Linked DNA regions of Danio rerio: region 2 is linked to region 1. A link is a contact called in public HiCAR-type data. All regions are on one chromosome and are shown on one strand. The core of a region is the stretch at or near the end of the contact, and the rest is flanking DNA. Distances in the headings are between cores, read along the strand shown. Region 1 has its middle 18 kb from the start of slc25a36a. Region 2 has its middle 9.6 kb from the start of ccl20l.

What was found. HiCAR-type assays count read pairs that join an accessible place to other places.
Region 2: a HiCAR-type map of caudal fin shows a contact between it and region 1, with 10 times the contacts expected there. The contact joins two enhancer-like sites. A contact is called at or near these places in 2 of 18 Hi-C or Micro-C datasets (caudal fin and an unstated tissue) and 1 of 4 datasets of contacts at active chromatin or transcription factors (caudal fin).

Annotation. Positions count from the first base shown.
Region 1 is chr2:42,801,410-42,809,228 of GRCz12tu, forward strand. No RefSeq gene overlaps it. Among named protein-coding and RNA genes, the nearest start is that of slc25a36a, 18 kb to the left of the region's middle. Within about 2 kb of position 4,807, at least 3 of the 62 cell types and tissues checked have an H3K27ac peak or open chromatin away from gene starts, as enhancers often do.
Region 2 is chr2:43,194,989-43,202,807 of GRCz12tu, forward strand. It overlaps a transcript of si:ch211-122l24.6 not described here. Among named protein-coding and RNA genes, the nearest start is that of ccl20l, 9.6 kb to the right of the region's middle. Within about 2 kb of position 4,198, at least 6 of the 62 cell types and tissues checked have an H3K27ac peak or open chromatin away from gene starts, as enhancers often do.

The DNA of each region.
Region 1 (7,819 bases), core at 3,557-6,056:
TGTTAAAAGTATAGTTTAAGTGAAACCTTTATCTTAATTAAAAATTAAATACAATAATTTAAAAAATAAAAAGCTAGTTCACAAACTATGTACAGTTAATTAGCCATATTAGATTTTAATATTTGCATGTGCAGTATAAAAAAGAACATTCTACTGTTGAAAAGAAGTAATAAAGTTAAAATCTTAATGGTCATTGACAGATTTTACAATATATGATAGAAAGTTTATAAAAGCATTTTATAATGGTTAATGATTATTATGATGATTAATATGGGCTTCTTTACATTGGTCCAGGCTTCCTAATTCCCCGGGGCCCTAGGCGGCTGCTTACCTTGCTTATTGTTTAAGTTCGCCCCTGGCTGGAAGTTGGACAAAAATAATTGTTTGCATTGGCCAAAACAGTTGAAGTGCCACCGAAGCGATTGCCAAAAGAGGACTCTGTTTGGACGTACATCTTTTTTCAATGGGTTATTTTCATAATGTATGATGGAGCAGCAGTCAAAATAGGACAAATGAGCTCACATGGGACAAATTCTGGGCCTTTGTCATTGAAGGGTGGGTCTTCGAACCCTGAATATGAATGTTCAGATACCTTTGTGTTTAATATATTTATTTCCCCACCCCATTTGTCCTACTATCACAATGTTTAAATGGTAGTACTAGTTGAACGTACTGAATTCATGAGTTGTGAGAAAGACACAGCACAGAAGATTCTGATGCAGAACGCCCTCTAGTGATTGAAGCCAGAAATTAATGTTTTTACTATACTCGTGGGGATATTTGGTGCCCATAATGCAGAGAAAAAAACAGATGCACACACATTTCAATGTGTTCAATGTTTTATGGGTATTCATTGTGATACTAATAACCAAAGCTGTGCAATTAATCAAAATTCGGTTACGATTTTGGCTTCCATGATCATAAAAAAACAATAATCAGGATAAAACAGTTATATTGCATCACACACACCTCTAAATGTCTCTACATTAATACCTCTTCAAAGCCCGACTGCAGTAAAATCATGTAAATTGACCTTTGCACAATGGGACGTGACTATTATTTGTATTATTAAGTGTTTATTTCATATGGTTAAGTACTTTATTCATGTTTTTAAAAGCACAAAACAAAATTTGTGCTGCTCCATTTTTGCGCTCTAGGGATGTATGTCCCCACCAATGGCTAGAGCAAATCTACGCCCTTATCTAAGATGAACTCAAAGACCTTTTTTATCATATATTTTTTTATTTGCAATTTTCACAATATCAGCTATTTGTGTTGGGCCTGGTCCTCATTAAAATGAAAGTTTACTTTAGCTGGTTTTTAGTTTCATTTTTCTTTAAAATGCAACGACTATAGATAAAGTATTCCATACTCTTAGTTCTCTTCCCTCCTGTAAATTTATTGAAGCTGTGCATGCAATATTTGCTTGCAAAAGATCATTACAGCTTGGGACTGCATATTCACAGCCTCCTGTTTGTTGCTGAGATAAAGATGCTTTATGAGTGCAGCAGAATGTATTTTAGTTTTTAAGAACTCACTATATTGGGAGATTTGTGGCTTATTGTGCATGTCCTTTGCCTTTGAAGGCTAGCCTATTTTGAGCCTGAGTTATAACTTCTTTTTTTTTTTTGCAGACTGTGTATTTAAGAATGGACTTCTGCACTATGCAGATTTGTGCCAAATCAGATGCTTTGTTGAATGCAAATTGCAGCTGACAGCTCTTCATATTCATTTCATTGTCATTTTCCTTCGGCTTAGTCTCTTTATTCATCAGGGGTTGCAACAGCGATATGAACCACCAAATATTCCATATGTTTTACACAGCGGATGCCCTTCCAGCCACAACCCAGTACTGGGAAACACGCATACACACTCATTCACAAACACTCATCCACTATGGCGAATTTCGTTCACCCAATTCACCTAGAGCGCATGTATTTGGAATGTGGGAAAAACAGGTACACCCAGAGGAAACCCAAGCCAAGAAACTCTTCAAAAGGGTTATTTTGGGATGTTTACTTCTTTAACCTTTCTGTCATTTGATAATCACTTATATAAATTAGATTATGACATGTTTATAAAGTATATTAAATATGCAGATGTGTAAAAAAAAAGAGAGATAAGATTCCCAGTTTCTCTGAATTAACTTGATTAGGTATGGGTTTGAGAATTTTTTTTATTGTTTTATTACATTAATTATTGATTTAATAAAATTACAATTATGGAAACATTGCCATTTAGATAAACAACCATAGATCAGAATAGCAAATGTTTCTAAATAGCCCCTATTTCCCATTATAAAAGGTCAGATTTTGGTTTTGGAAGTCTCCAACAACATGCTGATACTCATGCAAGGTTTAAAAAAACACTTTCATTGTCTTATAATATGCATTTGTTTTTACCTAATTATCTTAACGACTCAACGAGTTTGTTCAGCAATTCATTTGTTTCCAAACTCCTCCTTAGCGTGAAGCTAATCTGCGCTGATTGGACTGATGACCCACTCTGTTGAGATTGATCGACTACCCCATAGCAAAATTTCTCTGGCCTAGATCTGGCCCACACCATCAGCAATTGCTTTTCCCACATGCCACAGTGAATTACGGTACATGACTGGACCAATTCTGGCTTCCATACAAGCGGCAAACACGTTACGATTGCAATGTTTTTTATAAACCCATAAAGCATTTCGCTTTATGGCTGTGTTTTTTCTTGAAGCGGCCTGATTGATAGAATTTTTTCTTTGCTCAAAAATAATATAAATGTATTTTAAAAGTGGGTCAAGCTAGGCCAAACTTATGTGGCCCACATATACATTTAAACATCTGGGCCAAATACTACATTTGAGATCTGGCCCAAGTTTTGAGGGTCGCCTGTAAGATGGTGCCACCTCAGCCAAACCTGGGCCATGTTTGGCCCATATGTTGCATGCCAGTGCCAGACGAATGCCTGCTGTGCCAGCTTTATGCCAAATCTGGGCCAGAATTCTTTGCTACCTGGGTAGGTTCATCGCTAGACCACCATGGCTATGAAGTAGCAGAGTATGAGCCCAGTGCAAGAATGCAATAAAAGAATGCAGTTAAACACCAGCACAGTATTACTCTACTCTTAAACTTAGCCTCGAGTAATAACAATGACACACATTCAGTCTTAATACACAGAGAAAGATTTTGAAAATTATCCACAGCTGATTTACAGAAAATTAACAGCTGATGGTGGCCATAGCAAGGATAAACAGCAGAGGATCGCATGTTTAGAAATGCATTTAAACTGCTGAAAGATGAAGCATGTGACGCATTTTTAATGTTTTGGACGCAATATCTGAATAGCCCCATGAAGGTTTAACCTGAGAGATAGATTACAAGTACTGGTACGTGATTATAACACACAATTTTACACTTTAAACACATATTTGGCAAACTATACAAAAAAAGGCAACCATTTTAATTACAATTCTATGTTATGATTTGGAGGTAGAAGAAACTGGCCCATTTGAACTGTAATAGTTATTGACAAAGTCGCTGCAGTCTGACAAAGCCCTATACATAAAAGTCTCTGCTGCTCCTTCCTTGAATAGCAAACAGATGCGGTGAATCCCACATCGCAGCGTACATTATTGTATCAAAAATGAGAAAAATGACAGGAACAAACACAGCACATGGTTGGCAATAATGTGGTATTGTTGTGAAAATGAACTTTTACCCTGAATTCTTTGTAGTCGAATCATCGTTTTCATGTCATGATCAGTCCCGTGATCCCTCTGTCATGACTGTGTATGTCCACCAGATGCCACTGTAGTTTGCCAGCAACCCCCAGCAGGACTACAGTGGCTTTAGAACTACATTTCCATACATTCTTTCGCACACACACCCGGTCTCTCATCTACACTGATTTACAACCACAGCTGTCTCCGTGTTCCTGTAAGTTTAGATTTTCTGATTCCTGAGCCCTGTCTCTGTTTTGTGTTTCTTGTTTTATTGTTTATTTGTACTTTGCACTTTGAACACCTTGTTTTTCTGTTTGATGCACATTGTAATTAAAACTGCACTTGGATCCGCAACTTTTTGTTCCTGTTTGATCTTGCTAACGTGACAGAAAGAATGTATGGAAATGTAGTTCTAAAGCCACTGTAGTCCTGCTGGGGGTTGCTGGCAAACTACAGTGGCATCTGGTGGACATACACAGTCATGACACCCTCACACTCTATTGTCTGAAGGGAAAGGCACGTTCATGTTTTACTAAACCGACACACACCTATTGACACATTCATTGGACTCAATTCATTTATTCAATTCTGAGTTGACTATTTCGTTAAAGAATCAATAGTTTTAAACACAGTGCACTTTCAGATTTAAACCACAGCTGGATGTTTTCATTCACTTAGTGCTGTTACATACTGCGTAGAAGGGCATTTTCAAAAACCCAGTATAAGGGCTCTATAAAATCAGGGTTATTTCTTCAAATGTTGACTTTTCTTTTCTGAAGTTACAGCATTGGTTTTTGTGGTTTTATTTAAGTGCTTGACAAAAAATTAAAATAAAAAAGTTTGTTTTGACAATTTAACATTGTGTACATACGGTATACATGATAATACACACATATAATAATACACACACACACACACACACACACACACACACACACACACACACACACACACACACACACACACACACACACACACACACATATATACTAGCATGTACGTTTCTTTTTATTTAATCAAACGCATAATCCAGTGACAATGTGAAATACCCAATTTTCTTGACTTAAATTCCCTTTTGACCACCAGATGTCGCCATTTGATCGTCAATTTAAAGTGCTCACAAACGGATGAACACATTTTTTCTCAACACATCATCGACTCTTTACTCTTTACCCTGGAAGAAAAGGATAAATATTTGTGTCTAAAGAATGATGGGGAAGGTCATTTGGGAGTACAGCAGGTTTACAATAGCAGAATCTAACTCATCTGCAACAAATGTTTTATGATTCCAGCGATTCAAGCTACATCATCCCAGATGCAAAAAAATCAAGTCTGGACAATGTCATTGTTTGGCATGTAACATTTGAGCTGACAGTCTGTGTTAGCAGTCATCTAAAAGAGTGTTTATGTGAAGACTATTTCTTCTCTTTAGTCGTCTTTTTTCCTTGTATCCCTCGTCTGATTCTCTCTTTTCACCCCCTCCCTTATTCTCCCTCTTTCTCTGTCCTCTGTAAATTGGGTCAGACTGGGTTCTCTCAGATCTAAGTGTCTTGGTAGGAAGCAGCCTTCTCCACCTCCCCTTTCTGCTGCAGCGAGTGTCATAACCACACACTCACTCAACTTCTCCACTCCCACCTCTCCGGCATTCTTAGTGTTCTGTAACGCATCTTCATCCAGACAGACACCACTGTTGATGAACTGCCTGCTGGGCACCTTTTGTGTCTTTTTAAGTGAAACATGACCTGCTTGTTAAGTGGTTAATGCATTTTAATGTTTAAAGATTTTTTTTTTCATGAGCACTTCTCGGGCACACAGCTGTTTTGATATGCACTCTAATAATATTTAAATAACATTTGATTTTTAAAATCTATTTACAAAAAAATGTATTTTAAAATACTACTTAATTTTTAACCTCAAATAAATCAAGTTACATGAATATCGAGGTTGTTTAGGCTACATTCATTCATTCATTTTATTTTCGGCTTAGTCCATTTATTCAATTGGGATCACCACAGCGGAATGAACCGCCAACTTATCCAGCATATGTTTTACGCACCGGATGCCCTTTCAGCTGCAACCCATCTCTGTGAAACACCCATACACACTCATTCAAACACATACACTATAGACAATTTCGCTTACCCAATATAGTGTGTGTCTTTGGACTGTGGGGGAAACCGGAACACCCAGAAGAAACCCATGCCAACACAAGGAGAACATGCAAACCCCACACAGAAATGCCAACTGACCCAGCCGAGGCTCAAACCAGCAATTTTCTTACTGTGAGGCGATCGCGCTACCCACTGTACCACCATGATGCACTGTTCAGGCTACAATTTGCTTGTAAATTTTTTGAATTCATAGTTTAAATTTAAAGTCTGCATGAACCGGAAGTTGCTGATACTTTTATTTCAGTGTAATGTCATAGATATTTACATTAGATGTCGTCTACGCTGTTGTTATCTATTGAAAGGAATGCGTCAATAGAGCCGCCATTTTAGTACAGGGTGGGCCTCCTTTGAAATGAATCTGGGACCACGGTGTAGTGGAGGACTAGCCATCCAGAGACATAGATATGTAAACATTCATGCATATATCTATAGCTATTTAGCCTTTCCCCTCAACCCTACATCTTCAAGCTAAGGCAATTGGGACACCCCTACCCCTTCGAGTGAACGCGCAAATCTAGTAAGGGGAATGACAAACGGGTAGAATTGGAATTGGGCCTTTAAATATTCAGGAGTTTTATGGCATTTAGTCCTGGTCTGTTTAGTCCAATGTAAACTTTTGATATCACATGTATCTTAGGATATGTAAACAGTTCAAGCAAATAAGAAGGAATTTTATTTATTCATCGTCAGATGCCCTTCCAGTCACAACCTGGTACTTGGAAATTCCCATACCCTTTCACATTCAAACATGCACTCATACACTATGGCTAATTTTGTTTACCCAATTCACCTATAGCGCATGTCTTTGGACTGTGGGGGAAACCGGAGCACCTGGAGGAAACCTACATGAACACTGGGAGAACATGCAAACTCCTGGCTGGCCCAGCCAGGACTCAAACCAATGACCTTCTTGCTGTGAGGCTAACCACTGAGTCAGCGTGCTGCCCTAGCATTTTATTCTTTGTAACTTATTATGCATTCTGCATTCACATACAATGTTAAATTGAGTACATTAGAAAATGAGAGCTAACATGCACCAACGTACACTAACATACATAAACAAAATACACTTGAAGGATCAGATTTTAGGGTGATCTGTAATCTATTGTACTTTTAAATGTTAACAAAACTTAAACTGGACTGGAAAATGGATTTAAAACTTTGATGACTCATCCTGCACTACAAGGTTTAGTGTCTAATCAAATCCTTATAATTTCTACTTAAGGAAATAAGGATGTGAATAACAGTATTAAGTATGTCCAGATTCTATTATGGGATCAGAAATCGGGCCCAATCATGCGGTCTCAGACTCGATCGTAATTGGACATTACCTCCCATTCAGGACTCGAATATATGTATACAGCATGACATCACATTGTTGCAGAGACGCTATTGGTTAAATGCTGGCAAAGTAGAACACGAAAGCAGCTTGAAGCGGAAAGCGCGAGCATGTCTGCGGTCTGGAGGTATCATAAAGTTGACAATGACAACATTGCCATGGACTTTTTTATGCAATATAGAAGTATCGGTTTGGGTTTTGGTATCGGTACACACTTAAAATTAAATGGCTCGGACTCTGACTCGAGGGCAAAAGAACCTAATCAATATCTTCTGCCTTAATGATTTGACACCTCACTTTTGCTGCATTTAACCAGTTTTTAAATGCATTTTAATCAGTGTATCCATTCAACAGTCCAAGTTCTTTTGAAATGTGGCTGATTGTGTTTTATGAGTCCACAGGGTGTGATTTTTGCCCTGTGATGTTGAGGTAAAAAAGCCAAACTTCCCCTCTTTGTAAAATAGTTCCTGACCCTAGTGAATGGCGCACTGCTTTAGCTGGCTTATTTCTAATAGGCTGATGACGCTTTTTCCTCGCTGGCGCCATGCAGAATGTGTGTTTGCACGTGTGCGTGAGTGTGCATGCGCAAGTCTTGTATAAGCG
Region 2 (7,819 bases), core at 2,948-5,447, 390 kb after region 1:
CATGTCCTAAATAAAAGCAACGGCACATGATAAAAGGAATTGAAATATTGAAAGGAGCTTTTGTTCAAACCAACACCTGAAATTTACAATTTACAAATGCCTTTTATTTCTTGCAGCTGAACAACATGACAAACCGTGATCACCTCGGGTACACCTCATGTGCTTTATTCAGTGTTAAATGCTAATAATGCGAGTTTGAATGCCAATTACATCAAATGCCAACACATGCATTCGGCATGTACATTGCACTATGCTGTGCTTCTGAATGGCTCTATTTCAATTTCTGCTGTGTTTCGTCTGTTGCAAACAGCCAAATTGCTCATCACTGCAAATTTCCTTAATCCCCTCACAGGGTTAAAATGTAAACATTAGATGAGCAAGTTACGTTCATAATATTTATATTATTTGCTAATTAATAACCACTTCTTGTGTAACTCTGAATCTGTGTCTCATTTTAAAGTCTGCTACTGTCCACCGGAGGTTGCATTTCGGTCACGGACACACACTCTTGACAGCCTTTCTGACTGAATAAAGGAAATGTGCTATTTTCCACAAAGGCAACCCAGGGTGGTGCTGATATATAAGTGGCGGGTTAAAGGAACCAAAACAAAGACATTTTCAAAGCAGAATATCTGACTTCAGCATTGTTTGTCAGATAAACAAAAATGATCACCTAGCATTTTTCTTAAATAACTGCAAACATATTTTGGTATTTTTATGCTTTAGAAATGTCAAAAACTTACATACAGCACCTTTGAGATACACTTCTTAAACACCTTTTTTTATCATCATCATCATTTTTCACAATCACTGCAAATGTTTGACTAGTTGTGTATGTACTATACAAAGAAAATGTTGCAGTGCCTAATATTTACAATAACTCATATTCATTAAACATTTTCTGGGATTTAAGACAAGTGTGAGTCAAGCCTAACTTCTGGCCAAGCTTTAATCACTCTTTTTCTGGCTTTATTTTGTGATAATAACTGTTTGACATTATCCCTCATTATATTAATTATGCTTTTAGGTCCCAGACACAGCCTAGCACTGCATATAACACAATTTCTAAATCCATCCCAGCTAAATTTTGCACATTCTTTTTCTTAAAGAGATAGTTCAAACTAAACTAAAACTGTATGTTGTCATTTCCTCATCTTTTAATTTGTCCAAACATGTTTGACTTTCTTTCTTCTGTTAACACAAAAGAAGATACTTTGAAAAATGTTGGAAATCTGTAACCAGTGACTTCCTTAGTGTTTTCTTTTTCTATTATGGAAGTCAAGTTTCCTCAAAAATCTTCTTGTGTATTAAACTAAAGAAAAAAAGGGTGAACAAGCAGTGAGTAAATTTTCATTTCTGGATTAAATATCCCTTAAAAACATGGGAAAACAGAAAAGAAAAAGACAGGCCTGTCCATGGGAAAGGACTCTGCAACTTTAAGTAAATCAGACATAAATTCACTCCAACAAACGTCACACACAGGCTGAGAGCTTTAAGCAATAAAACACAATGATAGCCAAAGAAAAATGTAAACGACCTCTCGCCATTTATCTAATTTATGCATTTCATAATTGCCCACAAAGACATACCAGTGATGTGAAAATGAAGGGCATTAACTTCAACACGCACATTTGGAGGAGAATAATATACAATCGTGTAATAGCTTGGCCTCCTTGACCATCTCCCAAAAGCACAGCTCATTTCTCCAGCTGGAGACAAGATGCCCCGTTCATCAGACCCACACCGTCTTCCTCATCTGTCACTCCTCCTAACACTTAAAACAATGTGCAAATGTTCCTGTAAGTGTGTAAATTTAAAGCTTTGAGCGATACAATTTACTGCAGTAATTTATCATCGAAATGCAAATACAAACAGCATAGTTGTTGTCATAATGAGCCCTGTTCATAGAGATCCTCAAACACAACCAATAAAGCTTTATTATTCATGTCAGGCCAAAAACCTGCCCTAGTAATGTATTTGAGATTGTCAAAAACCTATGTCTTGGCCTCTAGTGGATTTGTGAAAATTAAAACATGGTACAGGGCACATATTTCCAATGAGCCTGGCGGGGAAAGTTAATTTAGAAAGTTATTCATTACAATATTGAGTTACTCCCCAAAGAAGTAGCTAGTTGAGTTACTTAGTTACTTTTTATTGTAAGTAATGTGTTGCATTACTTTTGAGTTACTTTATCTGAGTTGGCTGAGGTTTGATCTCTTTCAGAACTTGCAAGGTTTTTTTTTCCTTCTTTTTTTAAACAGAGGATCTCTGCTAACTAAGACTATAACTTTAATTTGCTTATAAAAAAAGAAAACATAAAAAAAATTAATATAGAATATTATCTTCTGAGAACTTCCTGACCCCAGAGTTATACATGTACGAATAAATGAACGTTTAAAGCAATGCATTTGCTACTTTTGCACTTTTTGTCCTAAAAAGTAAACTATCCATTCAGATAATCCTCTTTTCCTTTTCTTCCATGTGTTCAAAATAATGAGAATATTTTCATTGCACAAATGTTGCTCTGCCATCTTCATTTCTGTCCTGCATTCTCTTATTGCGTGCAGGATTCAATGTGACTACAATCATTTTAATTCTGCAATTTATTTTTTGAAAGTGAACTAAACTAAAAAGTACTTGCATTAATTAAAAAAAAAAAGTAACTAAATTTTTTACTTTTTAGGTTCCTTAATTTCTAAAGTAATACTTTACTCGGTACTTAAAGTCATATTACAGTATGTAACTCACATTACTTGTAATGTGTAAGCCCCAACACCGGAGCCTGGGTTGCACATTTGGCTCTGTATTTCGCCATTGTTGCTTTAGCATTTTCAGTTCCACATGTTGTTGTCATATAACAAAACACCCAATAAATATATAAAAAATCAGTTTGAGTGTAATTTTTGTATTTATCGGCACCCTAAAATGGACCAATTTTCTATGGCTTCTCTCAAAATTAATGCTTAATTTTTTTGTTTGTTTTGCTGTGAAAATACAAAAGCTTACAATACAAAAAATGTATCTTTTTTATCTCAATAAACATTACACTCTCAATATACCGAAGGTACTAGCTTATTATCTGAAAACATGGAGTTTTAAAGGGATTGTTCAGTTAATTACAAATCTAACATTCTAATTTATTCACTCTTGTGTGACACAAAAAAAAAAGAATGTTTTCACAGACGATATTTAATTTTTTTTGTTTTTGTTTTATACCTTAAATTAAATAAATTACATCTTAAAAAAACTTTTCTTTCCAATAAATAATGTAAATAATCTCAATTTCTTAGTTGAGTGAATGTCAATGTAAACTTTGGAAATAATGTTTGTTGTAGTTTCCTGTTGCCACTAAACAAGTTTACCCAACTATAAGTACAATTACATGGTAATGACATAATAATACACATCCAAATGCTTTTAAAGGGATAGTTTTACTCAAAACTGAAAATCCTGTCATCATTTGCAGTGTGGGACACTTTCGTTTAATTAGTTACATTAGCTAGTCCTTTGAGTGACAGGATTATAAAAGTAAAGCTGGTCACATGATTCAGTGTTCTCAAGTAACACGCATTTTATTGTCAGCAATGGCGTTGTAATGGGAAAAGGTAACTCATTTGATTACTCGTTACTAAAAAAAGTATCACTGTTAGTAACGCCTTTATTTATAGTGCCATTATTGCCAACACTGCCATTTACTCATCGTTTAATTGTTCCAAAACAATTTTACTTTCTGTTAACACAAAAGAATTTATTTTGAAGAAATATAACCATTGACTCCCATAGTCAAAGGGGACAGGTTCCCTGCAATCTACAAAGTATCTGCTTTGGTGTTTAACAGAATAAAGAAGCTCAAACGTTTGAATCACTTGATGCAGGCTGACTCAAACTGATTTATTTTATTTTAGAGTAGCAAAACAACGACTAAAAAAATCCTTGTTTATGCTGTATTAGCTTAAGCATCAATAGAAAGCACTGCATTTCCCCCTGTCTTTGTCTAACCCTCCCCATGCCTCTTCAGTTTCGTTCTCTCTGGCGGTCTTCTCAGAAGCGAATGTCTGTGATAAAGCTAAAGGTGACATGATAAGCTGTGCAATCATCTAGGTCTGAGGTGCCGTAATCCCTGCCTAAGCCCTGTCATAAATCCATCTGTTATCTGTGTTACTCCTCTGCTCCCGACACCAAAACACAAAGCACCCGCGTGGAGAAGGCTCTTGTCAAGATGCATTTTGCCTACAGATCCCGCATGTGTGTCTGTATGTGTGTGTGTCAGAGCTGGCACTTTGATTTATTGTGGCACTCTGACCCATGCTCCTCTGGGCCTGCAGTTTGTTTGTGTTTGTTTTCTGTTGCACAGGAGGACAGTGTTGAGCAAATGTTAGCATGCGGCAAGTGTTTGCTTCAGCAATTCTACAGTAGCAGTAATGCATAAACAAAGTGTGTATGTGTGTGTTTGTGTATGGACAGGTGTCCTTCATTGGAATTCCCAGAGATTCATTATTATCTGTGATGTAAGGAATTGTAAAGTGATAGTTCACCTAAAATTATGCTATATCATTTACTCACCATTGAGCCTTTCCAAATCCTTTCACTACTGTATAAGTTTACTTAAAGAAATACTCCACTCCTTTTTTTGGGCTCCTTTTACAAGACACCTAGAGTTAAGCAGTTGATTTTTACCATTTCTGAATCCATTCAGCCAATATTTGGGTCTGGCGGGAAAACTTTTAGCTTGGCTTAGCATAAATCATTGAATTAGATTAGACCATTAGCATCTGAAAAATTTCATGAGTTTGAATGTTTTTCCTATTTAAAGTTCGACTGTCATCGTGTAGTTAAATTGTATACTAAGATCAAGGAAACATTTAAAGTTGCTATTTTCATTTTTGAGTGAGATGCTAATGGTCTAATCCGATTCAAGGACTTATGCTAAGCTAAAAGTGCTCCTGCTAGACCTCAATTTCTGCTTTTAAATGGTAAAACTCAAATAGTGTTCCTTTAAGTGATGCAAGTTGAAATGACTTAAATAGATTAAATGTAAAAATGTAAGATATCAAAAAAAAATGTTTACAGTGTACACTCGCATTGTGCTGATTATGAAATGTTCAGTACATGAAATGTATGCCTGTTCAAGCATGAACATTAAAAAATAAATAAATAAATAAAAAGTATACTGTGTTCGTGAAACCAAGAATGACAAATGGGACACCCCTTTGGTCTCATATAGTCAGCATGTTTCAGACCATTTGGGACAAACTCTACTAGTTCTGCTCTCCAGATTCACTCATACTTAAGTCTGGATCTCCTAGTCATTGCAAATGCGGTACTGCAAAGCACTCAGAAACTTTTATCCTGACACTTTTATAGAGTTCGAACTGCGCTGTCTCTGGCACTGGGCCCTCTTTGCAGGAAGTGGGGCCTTAAATGATCTTTTATTCTTTTTGGTGTCCTTTACATCATTCATAGCTGTCATCCTGCCAGCTTTATTGAACAAAATTTATCACAAACTACAAAAATCACCCCTAGAATGAGAAATATTTGATTACTTAAAAGTTGGAGCATGGCCCAAATATGAGAGAGAGAGAGAGAGAGAGAGAGAGAGAGAGAGAGAGAGTAGGATGTATATGTTGTGTTTCTGACATTAACGTTGTGTCAGCTGTGATATTCATCCTCAGATTTATGTTTGTGTGTCCACTCTGTCTGTCCTCTGTGACAAATTTCCTACTTAAGCAGACAGTTTTCTGGCCAAGGCCTTTGAGGTGATTTTAATGTTAAAAGCATTTTCATTTTTTCATGAGACGACAAAGTTGAACAAATGCCACCAGGAAATTACTAAAACAGTTTCATCTCAGCCGGGTAACAAATGAATTGCAAGTAGGAAGAGTATTATTATTTTTTTTTTTCATGAAAACAACAACATTCATTTTAGCTTTATCCTCATTCTTAACTAAAAGATGGACCACAAAAAAATAAAGAACAAAATCTCCATATCCTCTGGCGCCCCCTAAAGGGAAAGAATGACATTTCAAATGACTTTATTAAAGTGAATGTACAGTATCTGGACCTCAAGAGTCATAGGAAGAAGAAAAAACTTCCTTTAGATTGATCCTTTATGCTTTACGTATTGTAAATGGCTAGTTGTTCAACTATTAACCATTTGTCCATATGATCAATGGTTGATGCTATGGCAAAAATTATACTGTAACTGGTGAATTACTCATAAGTGAAAAAGATTCTCATGTTTTTGTTGTAGTGTCATTATTATTGATTTTAAATAATTATTTATCAATTACTAATATGTAAGAAATGATTATGATAACTTCAACTAATTTGTGTGGCCGGTCAAATATTTGAATACCAAAACAAACCTTCATTTTTCTTCGGCTTAGTCTGTATTTCAGAGGTCACCACAGTGGAATGAACAGTCAACAATTCTATATGTTTTACACAGCGCATGCCCTTCCAGTGGCAACCCAGTACTGGGAAACACCCATACACATTCATACACACACAACGGCCAATTTAGTTTTTTCAATTCACCTATTGATCTTATTCTGCGATGGGGAAGTGCGCTTGTTTTTGCAATTGTTTTAGAACTTCCGATTCAGCTGCCTATAAGAGAAATGACTAGGAAAAGTAAATTGCAGAAAACGGTCAAACTACTTGCTCTTCAAACAAGTGTTTTAATGATTATGCAGACAAAGCAAACTCATATAATAGGAAAAAATCAGTTTACAACATTAAGCCGAAGAAGGAGCTGTTTTTAACGTCTAAAAATGAATGGAAGTGAATGAGACTGGAAGTCTCCGTCCAAAAAGATTAAAATGGCTGTGCGGAGAATAAGGTAAACACCACATGTCTTTGGACTTTTGGGGAAACCGGAAGAAACCCATGTGAACACAGAAATGCTAACTGGCAGCCCAGCCAGGACTTAAACCAGCAACATTCTTCCTGTGAGCTGTGACAGTGCTAACCACTGAGCCATAGTGGAGACCCAAACCATTTAATTTTTGTGATAATTACTAAGCAGACTATAGGGGACTAATATAGTATTTCTACACTGTAAAATATAAATGAATAGATAGTTAATAATGAGAATAATAATAATAATAATAATAATAATAATAATAATAATAATCTCTCTCTCATTATATATATATATATATATATATATATATATATATATATATAAAATGTCTAAACATAATAAACATAAGTAATATAAAAATAATTTCTAAACATAGCAGTTTAAATAACTAATTTCTAATAACTGATTTATTTTATCTTTGTCATAATGACAGTAAATAATATTGACTAGATATTTTTTAAGAAACTTCTATAGAGTTTAAAGTATTTATAATACATTAAATATATTAAATAAACACACACACACACACACACACACACACACACACACACATATATATTTATATATATATATATATATATATATATAACCCTAACCCTATATATATATATCAATCACGATAAAACGCAAGTATTTCACAATTTTGTCAGTTTAATGGCTAAATCGGGCGAAATCGTACAAGTTAGGTCGTATGAAAATGTATGATTTTGTATGATTTTAAAAAAGGAGGCATGGCATCCAATCTCGCCCCTAAACCCAACCGTCCAACTAAATTTTACAAATGAGAATGTACGAAATCATACAAATTAGCCACTAAATCAAAACGTAACAAATTGCTATGAGATAGCGTTGACATAGTATAAATCAACATACAGTTTCATTAACAGTTCAATTATATTAACTGTTGGCTGGTAGTGAATTGACATTATTGACATGTCTAGTAGTTTAAAATAA